Regions from separate parts of the Mus musculus genome. Here all the other regions are linked to region 1. A link is a contact called in public promoter capture Hi-C data. All regions are on one chromosome and are shown on one strand. The core of a region is the stretch at or near the end of the contact, and the rest is flanking DNA. Distances in the headings are between cores, read along the strand shown.

Evidence for each region. Promoter capture Hi-C pulls out the DNA fragments that hold promoters and counts their contacts.
Region 2: a promoter capture Hi-C map of embryonic stem cells shows a contact between it and region 1, with 4 times the contacts expected there. The contact joins the promoter of Rnf41 here to the promoter of Mettl1 in region 1. A contact is called at or near these places in 3 of 39 promoter capture datasets (cranial neural crest, embryonic stem cells and liver) and 2 of 9 other capture datasets (adipose tissue and pancreatic islet).
Region 3: a contact with region 1 is called in a promoter capture Hi-C map of hippocampal neurons, with 6 times the contacts expected there. The contact joins the promoter of Smarcc2 here to the promoter of Mettl1 in region 1. A contact is called at or near these places in 2 of 39 promoter capture datasets (hippocampal neurons and liver) and 1 of 115 datasets of contacts at active chromatin or transcription factors (embryonic stem cells).
Region 4: a promoter capture Hi-C map of embryonic stem cells shows a contact between it and region 1, with 4 times the contacts expected there. The contact joins the promoter of Pa2g4 here to the promoter of Mettl1 in region 1. A contact is called at or near these places in 9 of 39 promoter capture datasets (the C10 cell line, cranial neural crest, embryonic stem cells and 4 more), 5 of 115 datasets of contacts at active chromatin or transcription factors (bone marrow-derived macrophages, embryonic stem cells and pancreatic cancer cells) and 1 of 9 other capture datasets (macrophages).
Region 5: a promoter capture Hi-C map of embryonic stem cells shows a contact between it and region 1, with 2.6 times the contacts expected there. The contact joins the promoter of Myl6 here to the promoter of Mettl1 in region 1. A contact is called at or near these places in 3 of 39 promoter capture datasets (embryonic stem cells, hippocampal neurons and stem cell-derived epiblast-like cells) and 2 of 9 other capture datasets (liver and pancreatic islet).
Region 6: a contact with region 1 is called in a promoter capture Hi-C map of hippocampal neurons, with 6 times the contacts expected there. The contact joins the promoter of Zc3h10 here to the promoter of Mettl1 in region 1. A contact is called at or near these places in 7 of 39 promoter capture datasets (the C10 cell line, cranial neural crest, embryonic stem cells and 4 more), 1 of 484 Hi-C or Micro-C datasets (B cells) and 2 of 9 other capture datasets (adipose tissue and liver).
Region 7: a promoter capture Hi-C map of embryonic stem cells shows a contact between it and region 1. The contact joins the promoter of Erbb3 here to the promoter of Mettl1 in region 1. A contact is called at or near these places in 8 of 39 promoter capture datasets (cranial neural crest, embryonic stem cells, frontonasal cranial neural crest and 4 more), 1 of 115 datasets of contacts at active chromatin or transcription factors (embryonic forebrain) and 1 of 9 other capture datasets (liver).

What each region holds. Positions count from the first base shown.
Region 1 is chr10:127,040,432-127,043,815 of GRCm38.p6, forward strand. It overlaps Mettl1 (methyltransferase like 1), which reads left to right and starts at 1,501. Exons shown (of 6, transcript NM_010792.1): 1 at 1,501-1,639; 2 at 2,629-2,792. The coding sequence starts at 1,548. It overlaps Eef1akmt3 (EEF1A lysine methyltransferase 3), which reads right to left and starts at 963. Exons shown (of 3, transcript NM_001205036.1): 1 at 787-963; 2 at 557-668. The coding sequence starts at 963.
Region 2 is chr10:128,409,629-128,413,029 of GRCm38.p6, forward strand. Rnf41 (ring finger protein 41) reads left to right here and starts at 1,988. Exons shown (of 7, transcript NM_001164237.1): 1 at 1,988-2,197. It overlaps Nabp2 (nucleic acid binding protein 2), which reads right to left and starts at 222. Exons shown (of 7, transcript NM_027257.2): 1 at 108-222.
Region 3 is chr10:128,457,526-128,460,642 of GRCm38.p6, forward strand. It overlaps Smarcc2 (SWI/SNF related, matrix associated, actin dependent regulator of chromatin, subfamily c, member 2), which reads left to right and starts at 1,790. Exons shown (of 29, transcript NM_001372395.1): 1 at 1,790-1,912. The coding sequence starts at 1,802. It overlaps n-TScga2 (a tRNA gene), which reads right to left and starts at 1,020; the gene lies at 939-1,020. Mir8105 (microRNA 8105) reads left to right here and starts at 1,155; the gene lies at 1,155-1,243.
Region 4 is chr10:128,564,625-128,567,940 of GRCm38.p6, forward strand. It overlaps Pa2g4 (proliferation-associated 2G4), which reads right to left and starts at 1,310. Exons shown (of 12, transcript NM_011119.3): 1 at 1,116-1,310. The coding sequence starts at 1,203. It overlaps Erbb3 (erb-b2 receptor tyrosine kinase 3), which reads right to left. Exons shown (of 28, transcript NM_010153.2): 28 at 2,899-3,316.
Region 5 is chr10:128,492,273-128,495,568 of GRCm38.p6, forward strand. It overlaps Myl6 (myosin, light polypeptide 6, alkali, smooth muscle and non-muscle), which reads right to left and starts at 1,614. Exons shown (of 7, transcript NM_001317218.1): 1 at 1,537-1,614; 2 at 1,267-1,294; 3 at 330-473; 4 at 1-130. The coding sequence starts at 1,539. It overlaps Myl6b (myosin, light polypeptide 6B), which reads right to left. Exons shown (of 7, transcript NM_172259.1): 5 at 2,782-2,955; 6 at 2,318-2,395; 7 at 1,885-2,211. The coding sequence ends at 2,183.
Region 6 is chr10:128,546,258-128,549,515 of GRCm38.p6, forward strand. Zc3h10 (zinc finger CCCH type containing 10) reads right to left here and starts at 1,489. Exons shown (of 3, transcript NM_134003.2): 1 at 1,437-1,489; 2 at 571-634. It overlaps Rpl41 (ribosomal protein L41), which reads right to left and starts at 2,911. Exons shown (of 4, transcript NM_018860.4): 1 at 2,831-2,911; 2 at 2,692-2,716; 3 at 2,401-2,423; 4 at 1,853-2,172. The coding sequence starts at 2,703. The coding sequence ends at 2,130.
Region 7 is chr10:128,588,258-128,591,429 of GRCm38.p6, forward strand. It overlaps Erbb3 (erb-b2 receptor tyrosine kinase 3), which reads right to left and starts at 1,378. Exons shown (of 28, transcript NM_010153.2): 1 at 1,163-1,378. The coding sequence starts at 1,244.

The sequences.
Region 1 (3,384 bases), core at 251-2,750:
CTAGGCTCTATTGCAGTACGGTAGCACACACCTATAATCCCAGCACTAGGAAAAAGTAAGACAGGAGGACCAGGCAGGAATTCAAGGCTAATCTCTACGTAATGAGTTTTAGGCCAGCCTGGACAACAAGAGAGCCTGTCTCAACCAGACTACAAAACCACACCCACACCCCCTACCCACACACACACACACACCCAAAAAAAAGAAAGGAAAGAAAAAGATATTTAAAAGATCCTAACATAACAAAGCTACAAATCTTTGATGAGGTTCACTGTCCTAGGTCTCTCCTTCAGAAAATCCATGCAAGCATTTTAGCGAAAGAGCATCTCCAGTTTTTTTTTTTTTTCACGGAAAGCCTATCTTATTTGTTTCAGGTACCCTGAAGCCAACTAGCTTGAGTGTTCTGAACACTCGTCAGCGCTGTCTGCCTTGCAGGAGAATAGAGGTTTGTTAAAAGGAAAGAACTGAGCTGAGTTCTACCCACCCCCAGGAATCCACGTCCTCACTTCTCCACACTCCAGCTCCCCTCCTCCCGCCGCAATGCCAGCTCACGCACCCTGCAGCGCCGCCAAGATTCCCACGATGCCCGTCCCCGCGCCCAGTTCGATCACCTTCTTGCCTCGAAAATCCACATTTTGACTCTCGAAATAGTCACACAGGCTCAGAGCCTATGAGGAAGGGAAAAAGAAAGTGGGAAACTGTCAGAACGGTGTCTCCATATGGGAGAGCCGGGGTCCGGGGACTGGACCTCTCAGGGACCCTCACTTAGGGCAGCCCATTCCTCACCGCATCCCACACGCGTGCCGCCACCCCAAGGCGCGACCCAAAGTTCTGCGTGATGCTCAGCTCGTGCCCACAGAAGCAGAACCGGCTGCTCTCTGAGTAAGAGTCTGTGAAGAGCCGGATCTCCCGTGGGAACACGGATTCGGGCTCAGTTTCCGGATCGGTGCGAGAGCTGGCCATCCGGCAGATAGAGTCCCCGAGCACCCCGGCCAGCGCTCGGATCCCCTCTATCGGTGCGGGGTTGAGGCTGGGGACTGCCAGCCATATGGGCTGCTCCCAGGCACCGGGCCCCGCCTCCCCAGTTCGCTCTCCTTCCTCCAGCTGGACTTCCTAGAGATGGATGGGGATGACCCCCGAGCCCGGGTACCTGGCGCACACAGAACAGGACCCACACAACACCATACGGGCCAGACTTGGTTTGAGACCACCCGGAGAGAGAAGAAATGATGCTTGAGTTTACTGTCAGAGGCGGGTCCCTCACATCCCGCTCACCTGTGGGGCGCACAGGTACCTGTGGGCATTTGAGAACCCAGACTAGGCCAGAACGACCCAAGGGAGGATGCGGGGTGCCCGGAGCTGGCCTCCCCAAAGCACGGTTAGCAATAGCAGGGCGCAGGTTTCCCCTCCCACTCCCTTCAGGGTCCTTTCCCTACGGTGCTACAGAATTTGCTCTTCGCTCTTTAAAAGGCGGGGCCCGCTGGCGGTCCGCGGGCTGCGTCATCACCTCGCGCCGCGAGCTCGGCTCTCCACGTGGACTGCGTGGCATGATGGCGGGAGCCGAAGCCCCCCAGCCGCAGAAGCGCTACTACCGGCAGCGCGCCCACTCCAACCCCATGGCAGACCACACACTGCGCTAGTGAGCGGGCCCGGCGGGGTCCGGGAGGGAGGGAAGGCGGTCGCGCAGGGGCCACCGCTAGGACTTGCGATGGAGCGGGGAGGGTTGTCCGGGTGACACGTCAGCTGAGGATGGCTTAGGGAGATTGGGCAGAAGGCGGAGTTGGCCGGCTGGGAGGGGTCGCGGTGTTGGAGACTTAAAGTCTGGGTGGACTTGCCAGCCAGATCTAGGAAGAGGGGGGAAAAACTATTGCCAAAATGAAGCGAAGCAAGTTGTCATTTCCACCTTCCGGTTTTTCTTTTTAATTTGGTTTGGATTTTGGAGACAGGGTTTCTCTGTGTAGCCCTAGTTGTCCTGGCACTCACTTTGTAGATCAGGCTGGCCTCGAACTCACAGAGATACAGCTTCCTCTGCCTCCTGAGGGTGTGCACCACTACACCCGGCTCCGATTTGGGTTTTTTAATTTATAAAAAGATAAACATATATACACACTCCTGGCCACTCCTTGTTCCATCCTCGCCACACAAAATACATAAACAAAGAGGGCTGGAGAGATGCCTCAGTGGTTAAGAGCGCTTGACTGCTCTTCCAGAGGCCCCAGCAATCACATGGTGGCTGGAAACCACTTCTAATGGGATCTGATTGCCTCTCCTGGTGTGCATGAAGACTGAACACTCATACACATAAAATGCAAAATACACGGGTAAATAAAAATTTTAAAATATACATAAACAAAGTAGTGCTCCAGTGCCTTAGGCAGTCAGTCTCTGGGAAAACCTTACACACATCAGTACCCAGAAGAACTTGGCAGATCTGCAGCCATAGCCTCATGATGGGACTGATTCACACCCTAGAAGCCAGGGGACTTCCCATTACACCTTCTACATACCACATGGTCCCTGCATGCAGAGTTTTTTTCTAAGCCTACCACCCCCCCCCCAACTCTTACACAAAATGTCTGCACTGGTATGTACAACAGTCTCATGTGTCTCATGTCTTCTTTCTAATAGCCCTGTGAAGCCAGAGGAAATGGACTGGTCTGAGCTTTACCCAGAGTTCTTTGCTCCGCTTATTCAAAATAAGAGCCATGATGATCCAAAGGATGAGAAAGAAAAGCACTCTGGGGCCCAAGTGGAGTTTGCAGACATAGGCTGTGGCTATGGTGGCTTGTTAGGTAATAAGCTGGCCCTTTTCTTGGGACAGGGAGAGGCCTGGGTTCTGCCATCTCAGCAGGTTAGAGGCAGGATTAGTTGACCTTTCCTCCTGGGACCAGACAGCAGTGACATCAGTGTGGAGAGCCTCCACCTTCCTTCTACTCTGGGTCTGTGGCCTTTGCCCTGGAGGAGGGAGGGGGCTGCCTCAGATGTATCTGAGAACCCCGGTTGTTCTGTCTAGCTCCAGTGGCTCCAGTCCCTCCGTGAGCCATTCCACTGCCTTGTGCTGGGTCAGTGAGCCGGGTCAGCACAAGCGTCAGAGATCAGCTCCAGTGGCCACTGATCCTGAACCGTCTTTCTCGGGGATTCCACCACCTTCCCTCTCCTACCCCTTCTCTCACCAGAACACATTCTGCTCCACCCTCTCATGGTCTGGAGTTCCTGTTACATTTGTTTTCCAGAGCATGCATGTCAAGCCACTGGTCTATGTTCACATCTTCCCTATAGACAGGTAACAGTGTGTCAGAGCGGTGGAGCGTGGTGTGTGGAGACTGAAGACTTTGGTTCATGTTAGTGCTGCCCCCCTGGTTAATTGTATGGTCTTAGCATTTC
Region 2 (3,401 bases), core at 738-3,237, 1.4 Mb after region 1:
ATGCAGCTCCAGGAAACAGAATCTCACTCGGCAGATCTTCCTGAACCCGCATCCCCACAACCCAGAACTCGGTCCATCCCCTCCCCCACTCGCAGCCCACCACCCACCCAGCCAGCAGGCCGGACTGTGCACACCGCCGAGCCACCCGCAGGGGGAGCCAGGGGGCTGGCTGCCGCCGGATGCTGCGGAGAGGAACGCCGGAGCGCTTACATTCCCGGAAACGTCCCCTGACCTCCTCCAGCCAATAAGGTCCGATCTGCCTCCCAAAGCGCCCCACCTTCGGCCACCACCCATCCAATCAGGCTCCGAGATTCACTTGCCGCGAAGGGGGCAGTTTTAGGTTTTAAAGGAACCTTGCAGTGTATTAGTTCCGTAGAGGGAAAGATGGATGGACCACCAGGGGGCGCCCCAGATACCAATCCTCCCTTCCTCCCAAAGAATGCACTTTGGGCTCTTAAACATTTCATTTTCTCTTCAACTAGTGTCACAGTGGAAAAAAGGTCCAAGGGCGATGGAATGCAGCAGGAAAACGTTTTAGTTCCAGTCTGTTTCTTTGCTTGTTTTCTCGGCAATTCTTTTTTTTTTTTTTGCGGGGGGCGGAGGGAAGGAGTTTGAGACAGGGTTTCTCTGTGTAGCCCTGGCTGTCCTGGAACTCACTCTGTAGACCAGCCTGGCCTCCAACTTAAAAATCCACCTGCCTCTGCCTCCCAAGTACTGGGATAAAGGCGTGCGCCACCACTGCCCATTTTACACATGAAAATGGAAAGTTAGTTAAAAGCCAGTACCTTGGACATGGCAGGAGCTTACACATCATCTTTAATGTACCGAACGGTTCGGCTCAGGGCTCTGGGACAAGCAGCATTTTCGCCATAGAAAGATAATACGCAGATTCACTCTCCTTTGAAAGACGTTGAACCCGGAACATAAAAAGCAAGCCTCAAGCCAGGTGGACACTGGGGAGGCAAGAGGTAGGCGGATCTCTTGAGTTTAAGGCCAGCCTATCCTACATAGTGAATTCCAGGACAGCCAGGGCAACAAAGAGAAACCCTGACTAGGGGAGAGGGAGGGGAGGGAAGCAAGTTTGACTTGGTTCACAAAGGCACATCCGATTCCTGTTTCCTTATTTTATTGTATCTCAGAGACACCTAGAAGCTTAAGTTTCCTCTGGTACTCGTCATATTGTCTTCAAAGGAAGCAGCTAGCTCTGTATTCTCACGAATAAGCTAGTTACATATGTACTAATGTGAATTGCCCTTTAAAAAAGAGAGTATCTACAACAAATACTATTTGACACCAGATTAGCCTAAGAGGTAATGTAATTGCATTCCTTGTCTTGCTTCCCCGCTTACCTAACACAGAGCGCTTTAAACTCCACCACGACTCTCCTCGGGTTCTCTCCCACCCATTTCCCCTAACCACAGTGTTGCAGCCTTAGGAAATCAAATCCATTAATGTTTCGGGCGGTCTGAGTTTTTGAAGAGCCATCAGGAATACTACAAGAGTGTGTGGCTGGGAGGTGGACGACCCCTGCAGCACCCTAGATCAAAGCTTTGCGGTGAGACACTCCCTCCCTCTCCATCCTGCGGCCTCCTAAGTTAACAGCAGCATCCATCCCCATGACTGTGAGTCACAGGTCGGGAGGCTCCGGGATGCTGACCACAGCTCTGGAAACTGAAGGGCTGGGAGGACAGCAGGCCACGCTGCAGACCAGCTGCCCCGCGGCGACCTCGTCCCAGCGCTGCACCAGGTCTGGCACCCGAGCCGTGCACCACCCAGCACCAAGTAACTCTGCAAGGCGGGACACCCAGGGTCGCCCCGGAGCTTCACACCTGAAGCACATAGAGCCCTCCCTCCCAAAAGGCTACACTGTCCGTCCTAAGAACTTCCGGCCCAGAGCGGAGGCCCAGCTAGCCCCCGCCTCTCATAGGCCGCTCGCAAGGAGCATCCAGGCGCCGCCGAGTTAAATAGAGAGGCGGGGCTTGGTGACGAGCTTCCGCCCCGTTGCGTAGCAGCAGTGGGCGTGGCTAAGGGCTAACCCGAGACAGCGAGGAGTGGTCGGAACCTTCTTCCCCATCCTTACCTTCCCCTTCCCCTACGGGGAAAGGCTGAGACCGGGCACACAGTGTGCTACGCGGCCGCCGTGTCCTCAGCTGCAGCCAGGCCCCGCGTCCGGAGAAACCAGGCTGCGTTCCGGGTGGTGCGTAATGCGCCTGGGCGAGCTTCTAACCCTGGGGGGTTGGGGGGGAGAGGGGGCGAGGTCCCTGTGGATTGGTGCCTGGGTCCGAAGTGCTGGGGGTAGGGAGGAAGGGTGGAGAGGAGGAGGAAAATGGAGGAAGGGAGCTCAGCTGGGAGGAGTCGGGAGGTGAGCTAGCTGGGGGCTCTGGAGCTTTGGAAGATCCTCTGGAGTAGGGAGAGCCTCGGGAAGTGCGGGAGTGGCCTTGGGCCAGCCTGAGGACCCGGGAGGAGCTGATTGCTGGGGCTGAGGGACAACATGGAGTTTAAATGGCAATGATTGACAGGCCTGGAGGCGAAGGGAACGTTCTGGGGGCTAGCCTTGGCAGGGACCGCGGAACCCAAACCTCCGCCCTCCAAGCGCCATAGCTTGGCTTCTTTCCCATGCCTTGTCTTTGGCAGCCTTGTCTTTCTCTTTTATTCCTTCGCCGCTTCTCTCCCCTCCCGCCTCTCCGTGGAGGACTCTTACATTCCTTACATCTTTGACCCTGAATGATTTGCAGCCCCGCTCTCTGATACGCACGATCCATCCACTCGTTTAATACACTGGAAAGCCCACCCCAGTCCAGGAGGCAGGGCATTTGTGGGGTAGAGAGTGAGGGGGGGTGGGAGTAGGGGCAGGAGAAAGACCTGAAAAAGCAGGATGAGGGTGTTTTGGATTGGTACACTAACTTCATTTCATGAAACTTCATTTCAACTGGTAGCAAATGTGATGGTTACCAAGGCCACTGTTCTTGGGAGATTGACCTATGAGAATCTTGGCAGCTACTTCTTATACAGTAGTTTTAACTACTGTAGCAGGATGGGTGGCTACTAGTGTTCCCCCAAGAAAGAGTGGGATTGGATAGTGCCAAGGGAGGGTGAGGGGTGCATTTGTTATGCAGTGTCTTCAGTAAACCTTGTGGCAGGGCCTACTTCCCAGTGATTGAAAAGAAGGAACAAGCATTTTCAAGCATTTCCTCTGGTTCTCACTGTGAGTTTATTTTGCCATTCTGTTGCAACAAGTAATACAGCAGTCTTACACGTGCACTCAGAGTTTATCTCATTTGATTTGCAGGACAATAGGTTAGAAAATGCAAGTGTCATATCTGTTTGACAGTTGGCTACACGGCTTGTTTGAAGCTGTCCTGTCAGTGGATGGCAGAGCTAGGACTGGAATCCAAGCCCAC
Region 3 (3,117 bases), core at 540-3,039, 1.4 Mb after region 1:
GCGGATTTCTGAGTTCGAGGCCAGCCTGGTCTCCAAAGTGAGTTCCAGGACGGCCAGAGCTATACAGAGAAACCCTGTCTCAAAAAACAAAACAAAACAAAAAACCAACCAACCAAAACAAAAAACAAAACCCAAAAACAAACCAAAAACCAAAACCAGGAGCTCCATGAATTCTCAGAGATCCTTTCCTGGAGAAGGTTTTGCTATGCAAGAAATGAAATATAAAAAGAACTGGGTAACATGAGAGGGTTAGAGCCTGAGAAAGGAATTCCCTTGCTTGGTTAATATACACAGATTTTAACCAGCCTCTGGTGCCCAACAAATCCTCAACGTAGGCCTCCTCCTAGTCCCGTGATACCTGAGGTTATCTCAGGAAAACTCAAATGAGGGCTAGGGAATGTAGCGAAACAGAATGCTTACCTATCGAACAAATTGAACCCCTGGATTCAGTTCCGAGCCGCAAAGGATCCTGGCATGCTCAGGCACACCTGTAACTCCTAGTACTTGAGAGGTAGAGGCAGGAGGATCAGAAATTTAAAGTCATTCTTGGCTGCAAGGCAAGTTCAAGGGCAGCCTGTGCACATGAGTCCCTGTCTAAATTAAAAAGAAAAATCCAAATGAGAAACGCTTGTTTCTGTGTCTCCAGTCACCAGACTTCAAGGCTCCACTTTTGGTCACAAACTCCAAAGATGCCCTGTTTAGAAATCTTAGGTTTGACTAGCTTTCCCAAACAAAACGACTACTCTTCATTGTTATGAAATGTTACAGAATTCTCAAAAATATCTCAAAGTGCCTGGTATCCTAACAGCGAATACAGCGATGCCCAATTTGGTTTGTATGTCACCCTGGTCTAACCTAAAGGAGTAGTGCTGCCTTTTCACTTTCAACCACTCAACTACTGGTTAATAGGAGGGGGGAAAAAAAATACGAAAAACTGCCGTCACGAACAGGATTCGAACCTGTGCGGGGAAACCCCATTGGATTTCGAGTCCAACGCCTTAACCACTCGGCCACCGTGACTCCCAAAACTATGGTTGGCCGCGCGCTTACAGAAAGGGTCCGCACGGGTGACTGGGTGCGAGCGGACCGGTGCAGGGTCGCGGCCCGAGGCTCGTACCCAGAGCCGCTCCCTCCCTCGCACCTTCGCGCCACAATGCTTGAACCTGGGTCGAAGAATCGGGGCTCGCCAGCCGACTCCTAAAGCGGAGGCGACTGGCGAGACCCGAAGATCAGAGGGAGGAGACCCCTCACCTGACCCCCCCGGGTAGCACCAGGGGTGCTGGGTGCACCGGGACGAGGAGCGTCAGGGACACTCGTGGGTTGAAACAGGAATGGTTGGAAGGAACTTATTGGAGCGAAAGAGTTCCACGGGAACGTACGTGCCGGGGGCCACTCGGGGTTACGGGGCGGAGCTGCAGACCCGGGGCTCCCGGCTTCCCCGTGGAGTGGAACAGTAAGCCCCACTGCCGCTGCGAGACCAAGTCGGGGAGGGCTCCGCTGTCCTACAGCCGCGTCCTGCGAGACCCGGGGAAGCAGCCGGGCTGCCGCTGCGGGGAAGTCCGCCGAGCGCGCTCGGGCTCGCCCGCCTCCCACCGCCGCTGCTGCCGGGGTGTCCGCCGAGCGCGCTCGGGCTCGCCCGCCACCGCTACGCAGGGCCGCCGGCAGGGGGCGCTCCGCCGGCCGGGGCCCAGGCGGCGGGAGGCGGCGGTCGTGGCGGCGGGAGGCGGCGGGAGGCGGGCGGAGGAGGAGGCGGGAGCTGAGCTGAGCGGGGCGGGCGGCGGCGGGGCCCGAGCCCGAGAAGATGGCGGTGCGGAAGAAGGACGGCGGCCCCAACGTGAAGTACTACGAGGCCGCGGACACCGTGACCCAGTTCGACAACGTGCGGCTCTGGCTCGGCAAGAACTACAAGAAGGTACGCGGGCAGCGCCGCGCGGGGACAAAGGGCCCCTGGCCGCCGCTCCCGGGGCCGGCCCACCCTGCGGCGGCCGCCGCGCCCCTCCCCGAGGCCTCCCCGCGCCTCCCGCCCGCCCGCCCGCGCCCCTCCCCCACCCCTCCCCCACCGTGCCCTCTGCCCCGGTGCAGCGCAGCGGCGTTGGCGGGGGCGGCGGCGGCTCCGGGCGGCGGCCCGGGCCCGGCAGCCCTCGCCCTCCAGGCTGACCGGTGCCGCCGCGCGCCTCCTCCCCTCCGGTGTGCGAGCCGCGGGGCCCCCGCCGGAGCCCCGCGCCGAGCCAGACGCCAGAGCGGCCCAGGCCTCCCCGGTGGTGCTTTGTGTACGTCCTGAGACAGATGGCAGAGCAGGAGGGTAGACGGGCGCGGAGCAGGCCGTTGAAAAGCGTCTCTACCTGGGGAAATCACCTGTCTCCCAGGGTTACCCTAGTCTCCTTCTAAAGGGCTGCAAACCTCTCAGGGGACAGGACATGGCAGTCTAGGGCAGCAGCCCCTCCAACCCTCCTTTCATAATGAAGTCCTCTGCAAGCCAGCCAGCCTGGCATTGCTTTGGGTTTGAGGTCCAGAGGCTCGGATAAGCTTCATATCGCTAGTCCCCACCCCCACCCTGTAACTGGAAATAAGGATGGGGAACAAAAGGGTTCAAGAAGCCCTATCTATCTTTTTTTTTTTTTTTAACCAATTTTTATTCTTGTGTCTTCATGGTGTCTGGGCTTTTTTTCGTTTTTCTTTTTTGTCTTCGATATGGGCTGCTTCCTCACCAACCCCGGCTAAGGGTTCTTTTCCCTTGCTTTGTTTTACAGCCCCCAACTCTTGCTACTCCAGCCTTGCAGCCAGCCTGTCAGAGTACAGTGGACAGCTTCAGAAAGCTCCACTAATTCTGGTTTGAGTTTAGCCCTGAAACCATTTGGGGTCTCTCTGTTGGGTGTCAGACTCTTGACAAACAGCTGTTGGGTCTGTGACTTGTGTGCACCCTCAGCGTGAGGCTCTGGTTCCCAGTTTTCTGCCTTTGACCTTTTAAAGGGAGATCGGTCTAGGGTCTTGGTGTGAAGCCCCGAAGGCTTTGACAGCTGTGACCTGCTTCAGCTTTCAAGTGCTTAACTCTTTGTCATTTACTTCTCCCTTCACGGATCTCTTTATACCTCCCACCGAGAGGTGCTGACTCTAATT
Region 4 (3,316 bases), core at 60-2,559, 1.5 Mb after region 1:
TCTCTGAAACTCAGAAATCCGCCTGCCTCTGCTCCCCAAGTGCTGGGATTAAAGGCGTGAGCCACCACTGCCAAGTCTAAGACAGTTTTTATCAAGTGAATTTTAATTTTTAAAATGTTAAAGAGCCGGGCATGGTTACACACACCTTTAATCCCAGCACTCTGGAACGCTGAGGTGGGCGGATCTCTCAGGCCAGCCTGGTCTAAGGGAGTACCAGGACAGCCAAAGCTACACAGAAAGCCCCAAAAATAAGGGGGTAAGGGAGGGAAAGAACTGGAAAGAGAAAACAGTAAAGTTATCTGTCCAAGTGGCAGACAACTGTTAGGAGAGTAAAGATCATTTAAGAAATGCTTATAATCCTAAAATCCGTGTCTCTCTCCACTTCTTTTCAGTATTATAGACAGGCTTGCCCAGCTGTCTAAGCAGAACCTCAAAACACTGTAGAGGCTCTAGGAACAAATATTAAAGGCCGCCTTCAAAAACCGGAGCAGTGGTCATACAGGAAAGCCAGGTTGTTTTAGAAGCTCCAGAAGTGTCTTCCAACGGCCCCTCGAGCTAGGTCAAGGGGCGAAGGGGGTCCCCACTAAGAAGACCTGAAGTAAAGACTTTAGCAAAGCACGTGGTGGGGAAGCACGGTAGGAGAGGAAGTGGGGAGCCATCGATCCGCACACAGGGACCTGGCAACACGTGCCGGCTCAGCTCCCGCGGGTCAAGAGCCGCGACTGGCAGAGGGGCGCTTCCGTCGCCAACAGCTGGCCGCTTCCTTTTCGAGGTGGCCTCACTGCTGCCAGTCGGGAGCATAGATCCGGACAGACCGAAGGGTATGGGCAGAAGACGACGCGCCTTGCCTCCTTACCAACCGCCCAGGGTCGGAGCATGCCTGGGCCCCTCTCTGTACTCCTCGCGGTCGCCGGCCCGCACCTCCACTCTCCAGCCCAGGCATGGCTGCTCAGTCCCCAGGGCGACACCAGATCTCCCCACCACGTCGCCCCCGGCAGTCGGCACGCGCCCCTCGGTGGCTCACTCGGCAAGACCCAGACGCCACAGCCCTCCGGAGAGAGCCCCAAACCTCTCCCTCTCAGCCTCGACTCCAAGACCCCCGAGGCCGCACTCACGGTTGGCGATGTCGCCCCCCATCTTATACTTGGTCACGACCAGGTCCTCGGCGATAGTTTGCTCCTGCTGCTCGTCTTCGCCCGACATCTTCCTACTGCTACTACTGCAGCTTCACTTTCCCTGAGCTGCGGCCTCCGTCTCCCTTCCCAGCCACAGGCTGTAGCTAGAGTCTCTTCGATCCGCGAGGAAAGCGCGAGCAAGCAAGGGAGCGGGAGGGCGGGCAGAGAGAGCGAGAAGCTGCGAGCGCGCGGGCTGAGGCGCAGGGCACACTGGGACAATGAGTCCTGCTGTCGGCCAGTTCCCAGCCGCCCTCGCGGGCTCTAGAACTACAATTCCCAGCCTGCTCCTCGCGCCCGTCCGCCAGGCCCTGGGAGGACTTGCCTTCCCAAGTCTGCGCACGCCGGAATCGCCGGGCACGCTGGGAAGAGTCTGGCCCCGGCGGGAAGGCGGAGCCGTTGGGGAGCTTGAGGGAAAGCGTGGTCTCTCCGGGAAAAACCTCTCATTCACGCCGACCCTGAGCTCGTAACAGCGAGGGGCGGGCCAAGCGGGGAGGGGTGGAGCTACAGGGAGAAAAGGGTTGAGAGGCCGCTGGGCAGGGTGGAACAGGGTGGAGCCTGGAGCCATAGGACTAGGGTCAGTGGGTGTGTGTGTACGTTTTGGGCGGTTGTCCCGTGCGCGTAGCCTTGGATTCCCCTGTCGGCCGGCGCGACCGGCCTGGCTGGTCAAATCCTCCAGTGCTGGGATAACCTCTGGGAGGGGCTGAGCGGAGGTGGAAGTCCTAGGGTGCTGGAAGCGAGCACTAACTGGACAGTCTGGGTGATTATACATGTACCATGGCCTGCTAATAGAAAAAGGCCAGACTTCCTACTAGACTAGAATAAAATAGCACTATTGTTCCAGCCGTGGTTTTTGATGGGGGCCATCTAAGGGAAACGTTTATGAGGGATTTGGTCACTCTTAAGAGTTCTGAATCGCCGGGATGAGGTGGCGCACGCAAAGGCAGGCAGATTTCTGAGTTGGAGGCCAGCCTGGTCTACAGAGTGAGTTCCAGGACAGCCAGGGCTATATGGAGAAACCCTGTCTCGAACAAAAAAAAAAAAGTTCTGCATCATTTCAAGTTTTCAGTACCCAACCTGTGTAGGAAAAAATAAAAACAACCCAAGGCTTGCTTGAGCTTTTTCATTTTCTCCCAACAATCAGGGGGTTAGGGTTTTGTTCCTAATTGTTTACACTTTTGTTCCTTTGTAGGGATCCCCAGTAAAAAACCCTTTAGTAGAAAGGACTAGAAATGCAAAGCCGGGCACTGGTGGTGCACGCCTTTAATCCCAGCATTTGAGAGGCAGAAGTAGTCGGATTTCTGAGTTCGAGGCCAGCCCGGTCTACAGAGTGAGTTCCAGGACAGCCAGGGCTACACAGAGAAACCCTGTCTCGAAAAAACAAACAAAAGAAAAAGACTAGAATGCAAACAGGGTCTGGAGAAATAACCTGGTTGGTATAACCTGGTATCCTTGCAGAGGGAAGGGAGTTCCCAGAACATTACAGTCACCTGTAACTCTTAGCACTGTGTAGTTGGCCTCTGTGGGCATTGCACTCACGTGCACATAACACCATTCCCAAACTCCCACTCTCTCACATACCCATAATTAAAATCTTAGAACAAATCAAGATTGGTTACATTACTTGTGACAGAATGTCAGAAGCAGAGAAAGCCACCCATTGTTAAGAAGCAAAGAAAAGGGATGGTCATGTGTACTTTCCACTTGACAGGAATCCACAAAAACAAACAAAAAAACTCTGACATTTTTATTTAGACACGTATAAAAACAAAACAAAAAAACTTTAATGGTACAAGAAGACATTCCCCCCAGTTCCCATCCAGGAAGACTTGAGGTTTGAAGATGGATCCTCTTTCTATCCCACCAGAAGTTTATCACTACTGGTTGAGAACAGCTCCCAAAATAGGAGTCTTGGAACCTTTGCGAATTGGCTTGTAATGAGTGTGTATCTGCAACGTAAATGGCCTGCAGCTTACACAAAAATGTCTAGTTACTTGTCCTGTGTCATCTCCACTCCTTCCTGAGATGAGAGGCCTGGGTGCTGGAGGAAAACGTGGCTGGCTGCATTTGCTTGATTCAGTGCACCAACAAACGGAGTCTGGAAGCTCACACATGTAGCCACAGCCTTTGAGAGGTGAAGATGG
Region 5 (3,296 bases), core at 364-2,863, 1.5 Mb after region 1:
CCATTTCCTTCCTTGTCAAACACACGAAGGCCTTCAACATAATCCTCGTAGGTTCCCTGGTCCTTGTTCTTGGCCACGGTCTGCAGCATGGGCAGGAAGTGCTCAAAGTCCAGCACCTTCACATTCATCTCTGTCATGTGGGAGGTGGAGGTGTCAGACAAGAGAAGTCACACATGTTCTCAGGACATGACGGTAGGGAACACAAGGACGGCCAGAAGAGGGAATCAGAACTGGATGAGACAAAACTTGCTCAAGTTTGGCACCTATGCAGATAAAGGGATGACTTTAGCTGAACAACCATGAACCCACTACATTCTTGAAATGCTCACCATCACTCTTGGGGTTCCCTAGGACCTTGAGCACCTCGGCGTTGGTAGGGTTCTGGCCCAGGGCCCGCATCACATCCCCACACTGGCTGTACAGGATCTTGCCATCACCTGTTCGGTCAAACAGCTGGAAAGCCTCCTTGAATTCTGAGGATTCAGAAGAACGGCAGCACCAGGGATTAGCCCCGTGCTTGCTGCACAGCTCTGCTGCCAATTCAACTTAAGTCATGCTGCAGAAACCAGATATCTTGTCCTCCTCTATACACAAGACTACTCCTAGGGATCTATTTCTATCAACTCAAATGCCCCACATAAAGACAGGCAACCTTCTTTCCCTTACCTTAAGGTGGTAGCCATCTGTTTACACACCCCCTGAGCTGCGGCAGGCTAGGCTCTCCACCACTACTATACAACTCCGCAGGAATCTGCCACCGCCCAGGCTAGGTCCTGCCCATATAAGGAAGTAAGAGCCTGGACTCTAGCCTCCCACTCCCACCCTTCCCCTCCGGGAGACCTTCCAAGAGGTGAAGCCACATCCTTAGCAAACTCTCCAGTGCCCATCTTAACAAAATATCAAGGCACTGCCCTCTACAGTACTCAGAATCCAAGCTTAAGGAGGGGACAGTTATCAGAGGAGAGGCAAAAAAAGAAGCAGCAAACCACAAGCGTAATAGACCCGACACATAACAGGCACTAGTCAAATTGTTTCACACACCCACACCACCTAAAACTCACCCAGCGCTTGGGGCTCAGATCTGGAGTGGAAGGGGAAGGAAGAAAGAATGAGAAAAGAAAATGGAGGATCTAGAGCAGAAGGAAATCCACGGGGCACTCTCCTGGGAGCGCTGGAGGTGACAGGTTGGGATCAGAAGATAGATGCTAAAGGAAGGGGGTCCCTCTCGGTAAGGATGACCTGAGCTGCGGGTCAGAGACTGCCTACCTGCGGTCTGGTCCTCGGTGAAGTCACACTGCTCGGAGAAGAAGGGATTGGTCAGTTACCTGAGGTCCAACCCCGCAAGCTTCTATCCCGGCTTTACAAACTCCTGTTTGAAGCCGAGGATTCGCTTCCCAGGGCAAAGCCCTAGACATTCCAATCCCACAGCCAACCTTCCAAAACCTGGGCGTGCCCACGTCCACTGCTTTCTCTACTCCCACCCGCGGTCCTCTCCTTGCCCCAAATCCCCCTGATCTCCCGATTCCCAGGGCCCACCATCTTGGCTGCTGAGCTCTGCTGGACCTTTTCCGGCAGTAATGGCTCCGACGCCCTACCCAACCCCAGCCTTAGTACGTCCCATGGCGCATGACGTCACCCTCCGCCGTTTCATCCAATAGGCACGCTAGTCTGGGCTCATGCAGATGACATCACTACATTATTAATGAGGTGGGGGGGGGGCGCCCTACCTCGGCTCAGGAATCTAGCAGGGGGGCCTGGGTTGGGACTCTCGGAAACCTTTCTTCCGAGCTGCACCAAGAGCAGAGGATTTGGGCTTTTGCAGAAGAGAGGACTACCCGCTCCCGTCCTTCCTCTTTCTCAAAAGAAAACTGTCGGAAACCGAAGCAGGAACCATGTTTTTATTTCAAAACTGTAAGTGCCCCCTAGTGGCAGGAACGCGCTTCTGGCCGCACAGGAGGTGGGGCAAGTTTCCGTCGCTGCAGGTTCTACGTGGGGTGGGAGTCGGGGCTGGGGTGGGGTGGGGGTGGGAGGGGGTGGGGGGTGGGGAAGGAAATAGTCCAGCCCTGGCGGCTGCGCTACGGACGGGCGCGGAGACGCACTGCCTGCGCTTCTATCTGGTGGATCGAGGACCCTTGCCTCTCAAGCGGATACCAGGGGCTGGCTGGAGGGCCACCTGCGGAGCTCAGAGGCTTAGGATATGCTTCAGGAAGGCTGCACGAAAGGAGACGAGAGGACTTGAGAAACTGACCTTCGGGTAACTGAGGGTACTCCCACCCCCCTCAAGTCTCCTTACTCCCTGGCCATCCTGCCCCCTCACCCTCATAGTTGATGCAGCCGTTGCTGTCCTCGTGGCCTGCCAGAACAGTCTCTACCTCTTCCTCAGTCATCTTCTCTCCTGAACCCAAAAACAGTTAGAGTCCCCCGCCTTCCCTGCCTCACCAGCCCAAGACATTCTCAGGGTGGTTCATCCTCCCACCCTTGCCCTTTTTCATATCAACGGTGCCTTGGAGCAGGTGAAAGCTTTGACTTGACAGCGAAACAAGCTGCCGGGGTTGAGACTTGCATGGAATCAACACAATTGTGGCTTGCAAAGGGGGACATTGCATTCCCTGCCCTTGGCTCATAGCTGGACACTTTAGCCTCTAGGTGATCTGTCTCCACAATGCTGGCCCTCTTGAGTCTCCTGCCCATAACTGCAGGACCATAAACCCATTCTAGGCTCTACTTAGCTCTTCCAGGACCCCCCACTTCTCCACCCCACAGCTCTGGGCCCTGCCTCACCGAGAGTGGTAAGAACATGTCTGAGCTCTGCACCCATGACCTTGCCGTTGCCCTCTTTGTCAAACACACGAAGCCCCTCTAGGTAGTCCTCATATGTGCCTTGGTCCCGGTTCTTGGCCACTGCCTGCAGCATGGGCAGGAACGTCTCAAAGTCTACACGTCGGGACTTCAGCTCTGGCAATTAGATAGAGATGAGAGAGATCAACTGAGGTGTGGGATCCAGTGCAATTAGATAGAGATGAGAGAGATCAACTGAGGTGTGGGATCCAGTGCCATCCAACCCTACTATTGTGACTTTCATCCCTTTCAGCATTCAGGATGTTTCTCTTCCCTGTGTTTGACGTTTTTTGAGTCCTGAGGTCCATCCTAGCGTCCTCTGTCACCTTACCAATATTCTGTCATTGAAAATTGAAACTGTTGCCAGGCCTGGTGGTGCAGTTTTGTAACTACAGCTACCAGGCAAGTTCAAAGCCAGCCAGAACAACTTAAGACTGTCTCAACAGAAAGGAAAAAAA
Region 6 (3,258 bases), core at 239-2,738, 1.5 Mb after region 1:
CCACCCCACTCCATGAAAATCCCACTGATATCAAACCATAGCACTCCTTACCCCATAAAAATCCTCTTTATTTATAGACTCTATAAAAGCTTTTTAAGTCTCCTGTTTCTCAAGAGAGCTCTGGAATGTCAGTCCACTGCCCTAATTCTAGCCCTCCCTTCTCTCTAACCCTGGGAGTCTAAGACTGGGAGTCCCTGCTACCACGTGTCTAATCTTTTAAATGTTCCCTGAGTAGGACTCAGGCTCCCCCTACTGTTCAAATAAGAGAAGTTCCTAGTTTCCGTTTGGGAATAAAGATACCTTTCTTGATTTCCCGTTTCCTTGACTTCCTTGACTTTGCTAGAATAACTAACCAGATTAGAAGTCAGAGATGCACAGGAATACACAAGATGGGAAAAGGAGCCCCAGAATATAAGAAACAACTGGTAAGAAACAAGCCCTTAAAAGATCATAAATGACGATCAGGTGAAGACTAAATGCCTTCAAAGCCTGACCAATGTTTCAAGTCCCACTAGAAGCAGATAACTGGATATGATAGCCTTCCTCACCCCAATATCCCAGAATTAATACCTGAGGTAGCTCAGGTGAAGTCCGGGGCTCCCGTGAGTCTCCACCTCCACATCACTGCTGGGTTCTGAACAAGAAACAAAAAAACAAAAAACGGAGATTTGAGTAGAACAAGGGAAAAACGTGAAAGGGATATGATGTGGTTTTCATACACTGGAATGAATTCTGACAAAAAGCTAAGAGCTTTGTGGCTTTTAGGCTCCCTTAAGAGGTCAAAGTGAACGTCACCTATCACAAGGAGAAGTCCCTATTAAGAAGGATAAGGGCTAGAACCGACCAATAAAAATTGGGAAGCTGAACTAAAAAACAAAACAGTTCCTGGTGAGGAAGGTTAGCGGAGCTTTACCTCAAGATGAGAAGGATATGGGGTTCAGAATCCGATCTAGGGTTGGAGTTCGGAACGCCAGCCAAACCTGAAAGCTGGACAAGGGCAACAACTGACTAGTGTCAGTGGGAAGGCGAGACTAGACTCGGGGGCGGTGATTACGACCATCCCCCAACACCCTAGAGTTCACGAAAAGTCCTACGAGTTTCCCTGGAAGTCTTCTGGCTTGGCCGGCTCCGCGATGCGGTGCCAGCACTCAGCGGTGGACCAGGTGACTGGGACACTGAGGAAGTGAAAGGGGAGGGGGGCTCGGGGTGACATCAGGCGGAGGGATGGGCAGGGCTGTGACGTCACGGGGCTGGCGTTTGCTTGGGAAGCGAGGTCAGTGAGAAAAGGGGCTCTGTCCTGGGTAACGAGGAAGAGCCAGGTCGGTTCCGGGGGGTTTGGGGGAGGCTCGTGTGGCCGGGCAGAACCCAGTCGCTGGGCCATCCCCGACTCCTCCCCTCCGGGCGCGGCCTCCACCTAAGTCTCCCGCCTCCCTCACCTGCCGCCGCCGCCGTAGTTGCTGCTGCCGCCTGCCGGTCCTCTAGCTTCGACAAAGAGCCGCCCACCCTACGGTTCTTCCGCTTCCTGCGGAAGAAAGAGACGCTCTAGCTACCAGACCCGGAAACACACTCTATGGTCCAACTTGCGTGCTAGTAGGCGCAGGAAGCTCCCAACAAGCCTTGCGCATCACCATGGTAACAGGACTCCGCCGGACCCGGAACTCCGCTCAGCGTCAGGTTCTACGCAGTGGTACCCCCAAAACGTAGGAGTGGCGCTGTGAACGCACCAACTCTGTAACTTAACCTCGGGCGCACACTCAACCGGCTCCAGCCAGATCAAACACCCAAACTATGTCGCCTATACAGAAACACACTCGAGTCCCCACCCCAAGGAACCGCAAAAAAACACGTAACAGCAGTTTGATTCTTCAGCTGACTGCAAGAGGGTTTATTGTACACGAGCTACACTTGGCCACAAGAGAACAGAGCTAGTCCAGAGTGCCGGGGGTCCAGGGCAGAGGGACTGTTTTGGTTGTAAGAAAGGCGGTCATTTCTCCAGGCGATCGCGGCGAGGTGACGTTCCAGGTCTACTGAGACTCATTACCGATGGCAGCACACAGTCCGATAGCTTGTCCCGGCCCTCAGCATCCCTCACTTCTGCTCCTGCAGGCGTCGTAGGTGCACGGGCTGGCTTACTTGGACCTCTGCCTCATCTTTCTTCTCTTGCGCTTCAGCCTGGAATGGAAGGCACACAAACCTGAGTTTTTTTTTTTTCCTTTGCACATCTATCAATACGTACACTTAGTGCACGAGTACAAGAGACGATGAGATTAACAAGCACCAGCTCTGCTGTACTGGGCGGCGACTCCTGCTTCCTTCCCGCCAGATATTTTCTTCCAACCAAATATCCCACACCGAGCTTGCCCCCACTGCCCCAAGGTAGTCTTGAAAAATTAAACGTACCTGCGCATTCTCTTCTTCCGCCACTAAAAAAACCCGATCATGTGAGGAGACAAAAAAGAATGTTAGAGACAGGCTTGTGCAAGGCCATGAAACTGCTCAGAACACAGGGCTTGACAAAGGACACCGGTTCAGTTTTAGAGCCGAATCCCTCATTTTCCCACCCCATCTTTTCTTCAGCAAGAATTTTAAGCCTCTCCCTGACTGCGAACACCCGAGGCAAACCGTCTGGAAGCCCGCAGAGGAACCATGGCGGGGACTAGGTGCCCGATTCACCACCTAAGAGCCGCTCACCTTCGCTCTCATGGCGCAGGAGTCTCTAGAGAGAAAGAGGGAAAAATGCCGTTAGCCCGCTGTGATGATAGTGAATGTGGAGGTCGGATGTTAACGGATTGCACTGGAAACCCGAACGCCAGAAAACCCCGCGACTAACCAAGGAAGATGGCGCTAAGACCGAGAGGGCGGAGAGGGAGGCCTACTGCTATTTAATGGCGTGCTCGGTGTCGTCACTTCCGAGCCGGCCCGTGTGTCGTCCCTTAGGGCGGGGCTGCTCGAGACAGCGACTTCCGGCTGCCTTACTAGAGTGCGTGTTATCAAGCCCCACCTTTCCGTCTATTTTAAGGATATTGTATTATTTCAACACCAGCACCTGTTTCCAGTATGGGACTGAGAAAAAATAGGCGGGGAAAAAAAAAAAAAAACCACTCCGTCTTCTCCCTCGTTGCTTCATGGGAGTTGTAGTTTCTTGGTAAACACTTCCATTTACTACTATTAATAGGTGTGGCTTGTAGTAAAAATTACTAGTTTTGCCCTGGCTTGATGACGCACGCCTTTATTACCAACTCCTGGGAGGCAGATGGA
Region 7 (3,172 bases), core at 128-2,627, 1.5 Mb after region 1:
GGTTGGTGGGGGCACAGTCAGATGGGACAGTGATCCAGTCACTCCCCTGGCCCCTCCCACTTCAGTCTCCAGACCACCCCCTCCACCAGCTGGGAGTGTTCACATCTCAAGATCCCAGGGGCTAAATTTAGGCCCAGCAACTGTGGGGGAAGCACAGGTGGTTTCTCCCACTCCCACTCTGGGGAAGGGGCAATGAATGTGCCAACCCCAAACTGAGATCTGGGGATCTGGGAAAGGGGAAAGATCAACAGGACTCTAATGATACCAATTCTAGTGCTCTTCAAGTGTCCATAGTCCCAGAGACACGGAACAGGCTCAGATGGCATTGAATGGGGGAAGGGCAGAAGTTGGGTCTAGGAGCCAGTTCACAGAGTAGAATGTTCAGAAGGTGGGAGAGGTGGCCTTAGATTGGAGAGAGAAAGAGGTCTGATTGTCCTTTCTTCCAGAGCTCCAGCTTAGGGTATATAACCTGGAAATAGTATAGTATGTAATAGATGCCCAACATGTTCACTGAATTAACCTGGGTCTTGATAAAGAGAAGTTGGTTAAGTTGGGGACCGGTTTATCTTATGGGAAAGCAGGCAGTCAGCCTCTGTGAGACCTCTCACTGATGTCACCTGGACTTGGCCCTCAGGTTAATCTCAGCCTTCTCAGGACAGCCCCACTCACGGAAGAGGAGGTGCCATTCTTGTTTTTCCAACATTAGAAAACAACAACTTCAAACCCTTGCATAGCCCCGCCCTGTCGGCAAAACAACGAAACTGGGGGTTGTTGAAACCTGGAATGGGGTGGGGGCCAGGGAACCTGAGAGCAAACGGAGACCCTTTCAAGCCAAGGCTCCTTACGTTTACAGAAGGGTCCCTGCCCACCCTCCTCCCAAGACTCTCAAGTGTGAACTACTGTTCGGCACCAACCAGATCAGAATAAAACCAATTAGAGGGTCGGCGACGCCCTGGGAATAAGGGTAGGCATACAGGAATGCAGTCCCTGACCAGCCCACTCCAAGAACTGAGGCACACGGTCCCCTCCTTGGTGGTCCGAGCAGACCCTGTACCGCACCCCCCAGTTCAAAGCGTCAGAACCCAAACTCCTTGCCCAGGGTCTGCGAGCGCTCAGATTGCGCCCCCAGCTTCCAGCCTGCTGGGGCTCCCGCGCGGCTTACCTGCCTGAGAGTTGCCCATCTCGGAACCCCGGGCCAGGCTGAGAAGGAAACCCAGCACCTGCAGAGTCCCAATCGCACTCATGATTACAGTGGAGGGTGAAGGGAGCCCAGCCGAGTCTGGCCCGGGGCCCCCAAGATTAGGAGGACATCCAGGCGACAGCCACCTGAACAGCCAGCGATTAGGTGGCCGCGGCGGCAGCGGAGGTTGCAAACTGCAACCGGAGCCGTAGTCGGAGTCCGGAGCGGGACGGCAGGGGAGGGTGTCTGTCTGGGAGGGAGGGAGGAAGGGAGGGAGGGAGGGAGTGAAGGGGGAAAGGGGTGAGTCACGGCCGCGCCCCCTCCCGTGCGAGGCTGGAGTCCTGATGGTTGTAGCCCGAGACACCCGCCCAAGCGTGCCCCGCCAGCCCACAGCTTGGCCAAGAGGGTCAAGGAGGGGTCTCACTCCAGCAATTTCCCCCGGAGATGGTTAAGAGGAGATCAAGATTCCAAACGTCCCCAGGCGGGGGAAAGGTAGTGAATGCGCGTAGGGAGAGCGCTCCGAAGCCCAGCCCCCAGAAAGCTGGCCTCGCCCATTAACCAAATCACTCAACTCCCCTAGCCGGTTGGATCACTTGAGGGATTTTTTTTTTCTTTCGGAGTGTGAGTATTTCTATTTTTTCGAGTGGGAGGTTGTTTTTCAGCCTAGCGTTCATGCCACCTCAGTTTCCCCGGGACGCAAAGCCCCGTAACTCATGTACCCAGCTCGGGAACCCGAGCCCCGGAGGCTGCGTGAAATCGCACTGTCTCCGGCCGCTTCCTCCTGCAGACCCGGCGCCGGCTCGGCCTCTCGGGGGGATTTGCCTGGGGGGCGGGGGCGGTTTCCAGCCTGGGAACAGACCCCGGAGTCCGCCTTCCCACTTCTGCCCGGGGAGGGGCTCCCGCACCTGTCGCCGTCCCCTCTGCTGCCCCCCACGGCCTCCCGAGAGAACAGCTGTCTCTGAGGGACCGACCGCGCCGTCCGGACGGCCGCGGTTCCCGCCTCTCCTCCGCGGACCCCAAAGGGCACAGCAACGCTCACCCCGGAGGCGACAGCGAAGAGGGGCGCGGGGAAGTCACCGCACATGACCCCCGGGACCCTGGGTTGCTTCGTCCCGGACGGGTCCGACTGGCGCCCCCTGGTGCCCAACTCCTTACATTTCGCATCCCTTACATTGGCATTCCAAGATTTTGCCCTGAGAATTTATGGTCCCCTCCCCCTAGGCTAAGGCTATCAGCTACACTCCTTTCTTCTCTTTTGTTTATTTTTTGGTTTTGAGACAAGGTCTCATATAGTTCATATAGCTCAGGCTGGCCTCGAATATATTATATGGCTGAGACTGTTGGCTTCCACCTCCCAAGTACAGATGTGCGCCACCATATCCGGCTCTCCTGCTACAATTTTTAAAAAAATTTGTTATCATTCCTGTGTGTATGATCGTTCGCGCTATGATATGCGTATGGAAGCTGGAAGACAACTTTGGGGGAGTCGATTATCGCTTTCCACTTTTACCGGGGTTGTGAGATGGAACTCAAGTCAACAGGCTTTCTCTGCAAACCCATTTAGGTATCTGTAGAGGCCAGAAGAAGTCGTTGAATTCCTCGTAACTGGAGTTACAAATTATTGTGGGCTGCCATGTGGGTCTAACCCTGGTTCTTTGGAAGAACAAGTGCTCTTAAACACTGAGTCATCTTTTCAGGTTCCCCCATACCTCACCCTCTTGCAATGATTCTTTAAACTTGCTAATGAGCCGAGCATGGTGGCACACGCCTTTAATCCCAGCATTCAGGAGGCAGAGGCAGGCAGATTTCTGAGTTTGAGGCCAGCCTGGTCTACAAAGTGAGTTCCAGGACAGCCAGGGCTACACAGAGAAACCCTGTCTCGAAAACAAACAAACAAACAAACAAACAAACAAAAAACTTGCTAATGTATGGATGTGTTTATCCACTCTTGGCCTTTGTGGACCTCCTATGTAACAGTTTCACTAGTAAAAG